3 separate regions of the Sus scrofa genome follow, and all the other regions are linked to region 1. Evidence: chromatin contacts called from public Hi-C and HiChIP or PLAC-seq data. All regions are on one chromosome and are shown on one strand. Each heading gives the region's core, a stretch centred on a gene start, on an enhancer-like site or on the middle of the called end of the contact. The rest is flanking DNA. Distances are from core to core; before and after follow the strand shown. Region 1 overlaps TCF4 (transcription factor 4). Region 2 has its middle 140 kb from the start of CCDC68. Region 3 overlaps TCF4 (transcription factor 4).

Region 1 (3,731 bases), core at 585-3,084:
ATAATTCTCAGCTGTACCTTCAAGTAAAAGGCAAAGGAGGTGTGTCCACATACTAGAAGAGAAACAGGTAAAAGGCAATGCGGTTATTTCTGAATCCTATCAAATAATCTGCTTTCTTTAGGGGGCAAGGAAAGAAAAGAAACTACCACTTGAAGACCAGCAGTGAAAGGGTTAACAGACATATGCTGTATAATTAGGAGATGCATTAATGATTATGAATAGTAAATGATTTGGTGCAAAGAAAAAAATTTTAGTCAAAGGGACATGTACCTATCTTACATGTTTATTAGTAACTGTATATAACTAGAGAATTCTGCTATTAAGAATCTTGCATTATTGGTGTAAATACTTCCAAGGGTACATCAAATTGTAATCTTTCATACGACATCCATCAAACCAGGCTGGAGATTTTGACAAACATTAAACACAGTAAGGAGGCAATTATGTATGCATGATTTAATCTGCAACTAATTAATATGCAAATTTATTCATATGTTAGTTACTAAATTAAAAATGCAAAGAAGCCCTTATGGTGATTCTCGAAATTTTGCACAAACAGAACATTTAAAATGTAAGAAAAATGAAGTTTTTTAGAAACCTATAACACACTTTTAGTGTCTCCAGAACCTGTTGCATGAAGAAGGCTCAAAAATGTGTGTTTAAATACTAGATAATAATTTAAAAGGTGTGCTAATTTTATGTGAGAATGTGGGAACAGAAAGGTTAATCAGAATTCTCTCGAACTCTTAAGAGATACACTCTAATTACCAGACAAATGGTATTCTATTTCTAAGCTTCCTTCCCTGCTTTTAGGGTTGTCAGAAGTTGGTCATCCTACTGATATCTTGTACAAATGGTTAGGGGGGATAAATAGGATATGAAAGCAACTAGATATATTGAAAATTTCAGGCTAACTTTGAGACCATTTGGTGCACACTAAATACACAATTCCCTGCTCAAGATGGCAACTCGCTCTTTTCGCCTTTGGGGAACAGCTAGCTCTCTGCAAACAGAGAAATGGGAGGAAAATCTTGAGGGAGGTTAGAAATTCTCCCCAACTCCCTTCCAATGAACCCTTCAAAAAAATAAAAAAATAAAAAATAACAATGCGACTAGCCCAAGAACCACAACCTCTCCCAAAAAGCAGCAGTTAATTTCATCTGACTTCAACCCAGCTCTGTTAGCACTGCATTTTCCAGATAATCCAAAACTGATCTGAATCTTTGATGGGAGATGAGGGGTGTGGAGTTGTACAATTTTAAAAGATTTTTGGATGTCTGCATACAAGGGAACATCCATTCAAGTGCCTATCTGATCCTTTGGCACCACTGCCTTCTGCGAGAATCTGATTTCCTGGTGACTTCCTAGTAATCAGCAGCGAGATTCTGTGTGGATCACCTCTCATCTGATTACCTTTTTCAGCCGAAGTCCGACGGGCCATGTATACAGCTCCCGGAGCTGGCACTAGGAACAGCTGTAGTGGCCTCAAGAAATCAACGCAAGTCAACTGTATAAGGAAGCACAATGACAGCATCTACGGCTCTTCCTAGGGCACTGAACTCTCACCCACGTTTAAAAAAAAAAAAAAAAAACTCGCCATCAGTCTCATCGCTGCCAAGTGACACACAAAAAGGAAGTTAACCATTGGCTGTTACTTTTATTCACAGTCTGACTCTGATCTCCCAGCTTCCCTTAGCCCCTTCTGATGCCAAGCGGGCTACAGCTTGCCCATTTCGTTTCGACCACGGCAGCCAAAAAAAGCACTGCCCTACCGTGCGGGGACAAGCAGTCTGTTTTGATATTAGTACCTCAGTATGCGACACAAGAGTGTCAGATGTCCCTGAACTCTGTGCCCTCCCCCGAGGGACTCTGTCCTGGCCTTCCTTGGCCAGAGAGGTGGCGAGACTGCCACAAATCCTCAGCTTTGAAAAGCACAGGGGAAGGAAACGCACCATCCACGGGGCTCAGCCAGAAATGGCAAGGAGAGCCTCTTCTGGGGGAGAGGATTCATGCCCTCCAATTCAATCCTTGTGTCTAACTGGAAATATGAACCTATATTCTATTCACTCCCTGCCAGGCAGCCTACAGGAGCCCAAAGTGAATTACATAAGAAAAGGACTCCTTTTCTTATGTAATTAAATCTTAGTAGATGCTATGAAGTCAACCTCAGATTCTCTTCTTTTTTCTTTCATCTAAGAGGACAATTTGGAGTGCAGAAGAATAGGTTATTTTCACTGATTCTCAGAGAGGGAGGAAGACAGCAAGAAAATGCTGCCTTGCTGCTCCCCCCACCCCCACCCCACGACATCCAACAAATCTGCTTTCTTCGCTAAAGGCACAGAATCTGACTCTAACCTGCTTTAACCCCTGAATGTGCCAGTAACGTTCTCCTCTCCAGCATTAACAGAGCCTACTCTTCATGATTCCAGTGAGGCAGCCTCAGGTGAGAAGCTCAATTCCCAGACATTTCAGGAATCTGAGAATAACCGAGGCATCTTTAATTTTTACAGGTGACTCAATTTTACTTGTGACCAGAACTGAACATAAAGCTTTGAAAAGCTTAAATATACACATTCATGCATTCATTACACAGTGTTAAATCTAATTTGTTCTTTTTACTGTCACAGGAAGCACATGTTTAAAGCAATCTGTTTCCTCATGTGAATGCTTTCCTGTCTGTTTAAAAAAAATTGCGACACACTTTACCCTGAGTAACCAAGAGGTGATCATAAATATCCCTAAATAGCATTAAACAGATAGGAGAGACATTAACACTTTCAGAATGCCAAAGTAGTATTAAAAAAAAAAATTCTAACAGATGCTCCTAGGTCAAAAAGTGAAATGTGTGTTTCCTGAAAAAACACTCTCATCAGAATCATAAATGAACTGTGAGGAGAGAAGTGAGGTGTTGCTGAACAAACCAGGATCCTTTTGGTGAGGAACTCAGCAATCCACTGCCAAAGAGCACTTGCCATAAAAAGCCAAACTGAAATGGAAGTTTGATGCAAACCAATGTCCTTTGTAATCCACAAGGTGGCAATGACTACAAATATCGGGTAGCTCTGAGGGGTCTCTTCTCTCCCACTTCCCAGAGAAGGGTCTGTCCCTGGGAAAGCATGTGTGTCTGCCTGGGGACACCAGGAAGAAGTCCAGCCAAAAGGGACCTTTCGAGAGGAATTTACCGTGGAGCAGGGCCTGGGTTTGCGGTGCCTTAAAACTGTCTGGGAAGAGATATCTGTTGTGAAATGTATTGGTCATGCTCTCTCTCTCTCTCCTCCTCCCACTTTGGCAGATTTTTCTTTTTCCTTTAAATGCACGAGTTCACAAATCAGCCCTTCTTTAAAAAAAAAAAAAAAAATTGGTTTAGGTTTCCCATAGCTGACCAGCAAGAATACTTTTTTTTTTGAAAGAAACACAGTACAAGGCAGCAAAGGCCAGCATCCCCCGATTCTTTGACTTTCCCTGAAAACATCTGTATAAATAGTCCTGTTCAATGTTAGAAATGGATCTAAACATTCCTAAACAAATCGAACTCTGTTTTACTTTCAGAAGGGAAATAAACTGCCACACACACCCACCTAGTCAAGGCATCTTCGTCTTGTCAGATGAAGCCCAAACCTCAGGCCTTGCCATCTCTTTTTATGAGTACCAGAGCCAGCCCTACAGAGGTAGACCACTGCATCACTCGGGAGTCCCGCTTCTGACCAATTACAGAGTGACACTGATAGAAT
Region 2 (3,731 bases), core at 451-2,950, 220 kb before region 1:
TCAAGTTAAAGGCCACTTCTGTAAGCAGAACTTGACCACCCAGCTAAAGTATTCCGTCCTCTCTACCTCTGTCCCTTGCTGGTTACCTTCATAGCACTGATCGTAACTTGAAATCATCCTATTTATTTATTGTGTTTTATCCATAGGACAGACAAATATCTGTCTTGCTAACTCTTATATTCCCAGAATCCAGCAGAGTGCTTGGCCCAGAGTAGGTATCCAATAGGTTTTTGTCTAGTGAATGAAAACAAATGAATCATGTTTTCCCTTCTTAAATCTTTGCCATTAAGTTGACCTGAGAGGTGAGGGTATAATAGCTAAGTTCTCTAAAGACAGTCTAGGTATCCTTATGGTTCTTATATTCAGAAAATAGCCCAGCTCTACTGCTAGGGCTGAGTGGCTAGACCTGCCCATGGGAGGTACTGGGGGTACCATCCATCTGACAGAGCCCATCATTTCCCATCATGTGTCATGCCTACATGCAGCTCTTGTAGTCCCAGTTTTAGTGCCATCCTGAGGATATGGGAGAACACGAGTACAAAAAAGTCCCAAGGTGGAGTTTCCCGTACTCTGTCAGGGAATGGAGTGGAGTTTGAGGAAGGTTTCCTGGACTAGAGTTCAAAAATTAAAATGCAGACAGTCAGGGCGATAGCAGATGGGCACCCTCTGAACACCATGCAAGTTTTTCCAAAGAACTTCACATTGATTTTGGAGGATCCTGGAAGAACTTGGAACACGATGCTGCATCCACCTGGGAGAACACTTTCAGAGACTGAGAGCTTTCCACATTCCGAGGTCAGGTTTGTGAACTCTTTTCTCCAACCCCCAACACTCTAGCTACTGGGGACATGTGACTCTGCATGTTGTTACCTGAGCCATGTGCGCTTTCTCCCTGGTGGATATAGACTGGGATCGTCCATGGGAAATTCACTTGTAAAGAGAGATATCATTCGTGGTTTCTTTACCATTGATATTGACACTATCAATGAACTGCTTGTTAGTTCTAAGCATCTGGAATTGTTGGGGTGAGGGGAACCTCAGGTAATCCAAGGGATGCTGAAAGTTTCTACTCCCTCTTTGGCCAGCTGAAGAGTCCTTCTTTATGTACCACCAGAAGGTGAAGAGAGTTTATAGAAAGATAACTTGGTAAGACTGGACATCCAAGGAAGCTGCATAGGGCCAAAGCCAGAGCTGAAGCTCCAAATTACAACCCAGATATCCAGTGGAAGAAGCAGCTTGAGAGAGTCCAACAGAAAAGTCCCTCTTGGGGAAAAAAAAATGTAATTGTAATGTATACATGTAAGGATAACTTGATCCCCTTGCTGTACAGTGGGAAAATTTTAAAAAAAGGAGAGAAAAGAAAGAAAAGTCCCTCAGTGTTTGCATTTTTTAACAAGCTCCTCCTTGACTTCTCCCCCACCTCTACTTTTGTTTGTTGAACCTTTCATTTACTGACTTTAAATTAAAAATAAACTTTAAGAAATGTAAAACAATAGAGATTCAATGGCTAAGTGATCATGCAGCACTTGCCCTGAAGAATGAAACAATTAAAATCCAATCATTCCTGATTACGTTTTGTACTATGATGTTAGACTTCCCTTTGCTTTGACCCCTCACCTTCCGGCATCCTGTTCTGGGACAGAAATGACACCACAAAGGTTTCCTGTGCCTGTCCTCTCCACTTCTGACCCCTCACTACATCCTCTCTCCATCTATTTGGAGAGCAATGATTTGGTTCCTCTGGAATTCCTCCTGTATGCTTGATGACACTTGCTGCTAATTTGGGATGCTAGAAATGCCAGGCAAAGTCTGGACTGAGCTCTTGTCGGCTGTTAGTCTCCCAGTGACTTGCTTATTAGCAAAATGGGAAATGTGATATTTCCAGTGATTATTGATCCTAATTTGTCATGGGGTCCCTTCTCTCTGCAATCTGCCAATAGCCAAAACAAACTAAATTCTTAAGCCCATCAAGTCATTTCTGAATTCTCGCTGGTTTTGAAAAGACTTTCTTAAGGTGTCCAAAATCAGTGTCCTAGGAGGTCCATTGTGGCGCAGCGGCATTATCACTGCAGCAGCCCAGGTCATTACTGTGGTGCTGGTTCAATCCCTGGCTCAGGCATTTCCACATGCCTTGGTAGTGGCAGAAAGAGAGAAAGAAAGAAAAAAGAGAGAGAGAAAGAAAGAAAGAGGAAGGAAGGAAGGAAGGAAGGAAGGAAGGAAGGAAGGAAAGAAGGAAGGAGAAGGGGAAGGGAAGGGAAGGAAAGGGAAGGAAAGGGAGGGAAGAAGGGAGGAAGAAAAGAAATCGATGTCCTCTGGGGCAATTTGGGCAGAGAGTCCTCTGGACGAGGCCTGAGATCAAGGTTACCAAATCGTGGACTGAGGACGTACCCCCTGCTGTTTACTCTTCAGAGCCTTCCCTTCCTTCTCTGAGGATCCTGGGTCTGTAGATTTAAAATTTCAGACTATTGTATAACAGCAACAGCCATGCTCAGTTCTGTGGTCTGCCGAGCACTGAGATGCTGTTGCCGGTCAGAATATATTAAACAGAAGTCATGACCATAGTAGCATAGAATAACAGCTAGAAGGAGATGAGTCCCATTGCCTTCATAGCACTTTTCTCCCAGCAACTTGACAGCTGATGGGGTTGGGAGGCTGGGCCAGGTACAGAAATGAGTCTCGGGCTGCGCATGGAAGTGCTGCCTGCTGTCTGCACCTCTCCCTGGTCAGGAGGCCTTGGTCCCAGCTCTGTGCTGCCTGACTGTGTGCCCGCTGCCCTTGGACATTCAGAGCGGTCCCCCTCCTGCTCCAAACACACACTGGAATTGACTACCAGACTGGTCACATACTTTTTTGTCTTCTTTCTTAAAGTGAAGGCATTTTTTTTTTCCCAGCGACTGAGAAACCCTATTAACTCCGTTTCCGTGAACTCACATCTAAACAGGATCCTTGACTCCTCAGAAACCAGGAACTAACTAACTGGTCTTGTTTGAGTCTGTTTAGAGCCTAGAAATGATAGAAATGGTTATCCAAGTCCCTGGCACAGAGATTGCCCTCAGAATATAGTTGCATTTTTACCTTTTTAATAGAGAACTTTAGAAAATCTTCAGTTGTTATTATCAGTGAAACGATATTTTCTTTTTTTAAAATTTAACTTTATTAGACTATAGTTGACTTACAATATTGTCTTAGTTTCAGGTGTACAGCAAAGTGAATCATCCATATATATAAATATAGCCATTATTTTTTCCTATATAGGTGATGACAAACTGGAGTCGATTTTCCTGTGCTGTGCAGTAGGTTCTTGTTAATCACCTATTTTGTACAGCAGTGTGTATATGTTATTCCCACCCTCCCAATCCTTTCCTCCCCCTAAAGGTTTCAGAATATAGTTTTATGAAGGAAGGAAAGAAGCAAAAAGAGGAGAGGTAGGGAGAAATATTTTCTGACATTCTAAAACCCAGAGGCATTCTAGTGTTAAGCCCTCTTTGGGTCATTCCAAGTGATCTAAATCTAAGGGGAAAAAAAAAAAAAAACCCACCTACTTATCTACTCCGTGCTCTTGTGACAAAGATCTGGAGGGGCCAGGAAAGACAGAGTAAAAACAGCTACATTAATGGTACCTAACCGTCACTGAGAACTTTTTATAAGCCACTTTGTAAATCTTTTACATGCATGGGCTCACTGAATTCTCAAAACAGTCTTGGGGTGATGTAGGTCATACTGTTATCCTT
Region 3 (3,731 bases), core at 740-3,239, 170 kb after region 1:
CTTGAATATTCCACACCAAAATAAAAATATACATCTATATGTGTTCTAATTTCTATAAGTACTCAAGTTGTATGTCAACTTACTATTCCCATGTATTATGGATTTCCTAAAGCAATATTACACCTATGGCAGATTTTAAATCCTATTCATGCAGGACTAACACATCCAAAGCCTTGATATTATCTAAATTATTCTCTGCTCAAATTCAAGTTACCTAAAAGCAAGCAGTTGCAGCAACAAAAAACATACAGGTGTTACAGACACATGTATACATGTGTCCAAGCACACACACCCTATCACCACCACCATCGCCACCACAAATACTCAGCTCAAATGCTGGTTCTACTACCTATTTTTTTAGCCTTAATCCACTGTGTAGAAAACTACTCAGAAAATATTTGACACCCCCTGCCAATAGAGTATGTAAAAGAGGCCATCAGTCAGAATTTACCAAAGTAAGTTCTCCTAGAAAACTGGAGAGCTAAGGGAATGACCACCTCTAACAAATAGTTTACAGGCAACTCAGACCATCAGGGACAGAACCTCCAGTGGCCTAATGTGACATCCAGAAATGACTGCCCCCAAATCCTCAGCCCCTTTGCACTAGAACAATCGCGGCTTATCTCTCAATGAACATCATTTCTCAAAATCCTGCCTCAGAAGCACCTGGAGAACCTTCAACATCATCCAAACCTGCCTCCCATGGGAATTCCTTTAAACCAGACATTCCTGGGAGTCAGAGCCAAAAATAAAAGGAAAAGAGGGTGAAAAAAAAATCATGGGAAGTTAAAATGTTAGGACTCCCGCCAGGGAAATTCCTTTGGTGATCAGTCCCTATCTTCACCCTGAAACATACCTTTGAAGGGCTGAAATAACAGTTCTCTTTGGAATTTTTCAGACATTAAAATGACTGGGGAAAAAAAAATTATCGAAAGCAATCATCCTAAGGAATAAATAAAAGAAATGAAAGCAAAACCAGATTTTAACCAACATTAGCCTTCCACTTTCTCACACCATTTTTCCCTTTCATGTGTGTCTCCTTTAAATGTCTTCTAAACAAAAAGCCAAGTGTGGTGTCACTCAGTGAATAAGAGTGACAGTTACCACATCTTCTGACTCAGAATTAAGGGGACAAATTCATAACCTAAAACTCCAGAGATAGCCTTCCGCTTGCCCCTCAGACTGAGTCACAGCAGAAAACCAAAGATTTCCATTCCCGTACTTCTCTGTCTAGAGAGATTTATGACACTCAGCATTTTGATAAATACAAGAAAAAGAGCGAAAACAAGCAGAAATGTTTATAATATTTCCCATTTCAGTGTACAACTTGACAGAAATTTTTTAAATATTTCAAAGCATCATAAGAATTCATTACTCTAAACCAGGCATTTCCAACTGAAAGTCTTATGATCTCAGACATAAAGGTCCAGTGATTCAACTTATAAGCAGAGGACTCAGACATTGAGAGATCAAACATTTTAATCGAAAAGCAGGCTTTTGAAACCCAGGTTCTGTAAATATTTATCTCCTTTTTCCTCTTCCATAGGAAAAGGAAGTAATAAATTCCCCCAATATATCAGGTGATTAAGACTCTGAAACACAACGTGCAAACTCTGAAATACAACGTGAACTGAGATCTCCACGTAAAAGGTCCATCTTTTAAGGAGACGTCTCTGTTCCTCTTCTTTGCTTAGTGGAAACAGAACATGAGTTAATGATGACGGCAGATTTTCATTTATTTGTAAACATCAGTCAATAGATGGGGAAATGATATTGGCTCTGTGTTTATAAGCCACAGTAGAAAATTGAACAATAGCAGACCTTTACTGAAACAAAAATAAAATATGAGTCAACAAGATCCTTGCCAAACAGAGGTCTCAGGACAGCCTTGTTCAGTCTTCTGGGAATCCCACTCCAATAAGCACAATAAAAGCAGGACGTGCCTCATTTCCTTCAACCCCTCAACATGCCTCTCTTGGAGATGTTTGTAAATTTCCTTCCTCTACGCATCTAGCTGGCAAACTGTCGTCATTTCTTTGGGGTAATAATATCCTGTTGATGTCTGGGTAGATCTGTTTTGAGTGTTTCCTCTACACCGCACATATACTTTTAATATTCTTTTTCAACACAACGCCAGTAAATTATTTTTCAACGTATTTGAACATAGTTCAGCGAGGTATGATTTGATTAGATGGAACGAATGGCATGAGATTCTAATAAAATGCTGGTTTTACTTGTGGATTTACAACCTAGATTTAGATAATAAAGTAACTCCAACAGGAAAGAAAGAGGCATTTTCTGCTTTTTTTCTGAAATTGAAAATATTTACCTATGCTGCTTTATTAATATAAATATTTTCATTCAATCCCTATGCTGGAGTTTGGAAATTTCACACAGCAAAAGAGCAGCCTTACCACTAAAACACTCACTTGTGAAAATGGCAACTTTTATTTTACTTCATATAAAAATTGCACTAAGCACTTTAAAAAGAGAGTTTTAAAATGTATTCCAGAATGAAGGTTAAATACACTATAAATTCAGTCAAATACAATGAGTGATTTAAAACTTTGGCCTAAATAAAATATTTTTTAAAACAAAAATGTATTTATACCTGAGAGTCTATTTCTTAGACAAAGAAGTTTTACCTAAAGCTAAATAATTCCAGGCAGAATTACACTTCTCAATAAAGTTATATGATATAAAGGGAGAAAATTATACAGAATGACAGCTTTGAAAAATAATACTCAAAAAGTAAAATAAGACTAACTCTCAACTAATGTAATTTGCACTTAGGCAGACATTTTGGTTACAAAGACAGCAAAAGCTGATTTGTGAAAAACTAAAAATAATTGATTATCACTACAAAGCATTAGATTTGGAGCTAAATTAATTGACATGTAGCATTCACTGCAATTCCAGATAACACCTTATTTAACACATGAAATAATAAGAATCATGATCCTGAAAAATGTCCAATGTCATTAATAATCCAGAAAATACCTACTTTAAAACAAAAACAATCAGATACCAGATTTTTCAATACCAACTTAATAAGATAAAAATAATGCAAAGTGGCACAGCCTTCCTAGACAGCAATTTGACAAGATATGTAAAGAGCCTTTCACCTAATAATTCCCTAGGAAACTATCCTAATATCTTTGTAAATGAAGACAAGTATTTAAAGACAAGGCTGTTCCAAACAGTGGTCAACAGGAAACTGTTTAAATAAATTTTGGAAGAACCTATGATGGGATATGATGCTGCCTTTAAAAGATCATGTTTTTGAAAATGTCTAAGAACATTGGAAAAATGCTCATGATAAAATGTTAAAAAGTAATATACACATTTCATATTAAGTTTTTAAAAACAAAAATTAGAATCTTCAGTCTTCAAAATATTAATATTGGATATCTCCACAAAGAAGATATATTATATTTAGTCAGAAAAAACTGAATAAAGTTTATATATAGTTCCTAATTTCAAGTTTCTCATAATCTATTATTCAAATTAATTAAATTCAAGTATGGGTGGGGAGTGTGATGTATAATGGATTCAAAAATGACAGAATGTTCATAATTATCAAAGCTGTATAATAATGGATATATGGCAGTTTATTATACTATTCTCTTTATAACTGTTTGAAATTTCTGCAAATAACTTCCAAATAAGAATTTTAACAATAATTAAAAGGCATGGAAAATATAATAAGTGTCCTAAGAGTTAGACAAATA

What was found. Hi-C and Micro-C count contacts between places; a contact is called where the count stands out from the background. HiChIP or PLAC-seq counts read pairs in DNA pulled down with a chosen protein or histone mark.
Region 2: an H3K27ac HiChIP or PLAC-seq map of skeletal muscle shows a contact between it and region 1. The contact joins two enhancer-like sites. A contact is called at or near these places in 3 of 47 Hi-C or Micro-C datasets (embryonic fibroblasts, mesenteric adipose tissue and retroperitoneal adipose tissue) and 1 of 2 datasets of contacts at active chromatin or transcription factors (skeletal muscle).
Region 3: a Hi-C map of retroperitoneal adipose tissue shows a contact between it and region 1, with 1.7 times the contacts expected there. The contact joins two enhancer-like sites. A contact is called at or near these places in 3 of 47 Hi-C or Micro-C datasets (heart right ventricle, retroperitoneal adipose tissue and skeletal muscle) and 1 of 2 datasets of contacts at active chromatin or transcription factors (skeletal muscle).

The regions. Positions count from the first base shown.
Region 1 is chr1:104,831,232-104,834,962 of Sscrofa11.1, forward strand. The region is part of intron 8 of TCF4 (transcription factor 4); the gene reads right to left. Among named protein-coding and RNA genes, the nearest start is that of TCF4, 250 kb to the right of the region's middle. Within about 2 kb of position 1,835, at least 21 of the 83 cell types and tissues checked have an H3K27ac peak or open chromatin away from gene starts, as enhancers often do. A contact at or near this core is called in retroperitoneal adipose tissue and skeletal muscle, where this site is marked.
Region 2 is chr1:104,611,646-104,615,376 of Sscrofa11.1, forward strand. No RefSeq gene overlaps it. Among named protein-coding and RNA genes, the nearest start is that of CCDC68, 140 kb to the left of the region's middle. Within about 2 kb of position 1,701, at least 3 of the 83 cell types and tissues checked have an H3K27ac peak or open chromatin away from gene starts, as enhancers often do. A contact at or near this core is called in skeletal muscle, where this site is marked.
Region 3 is chr1:105,003,437-105,007,167 of Sscrofa11.1, forward strand. The region is part of intron 3 of TCF4 (transcription factor 4); the gene reads right to left. Among named protein-coding and RNA genes, the nearest start is that of TCF4, 75 kb to the right of the region's middle. Within about 2 kb of position 1,990, at least 28 of the 83 cell types and tissues checked have an H3K27ac peak or open chromatin away from gene starts, as enhancers often do. A contact at or near this core is called in retroperitoneal adipose tissue and skeletal muscle, where this site is marked.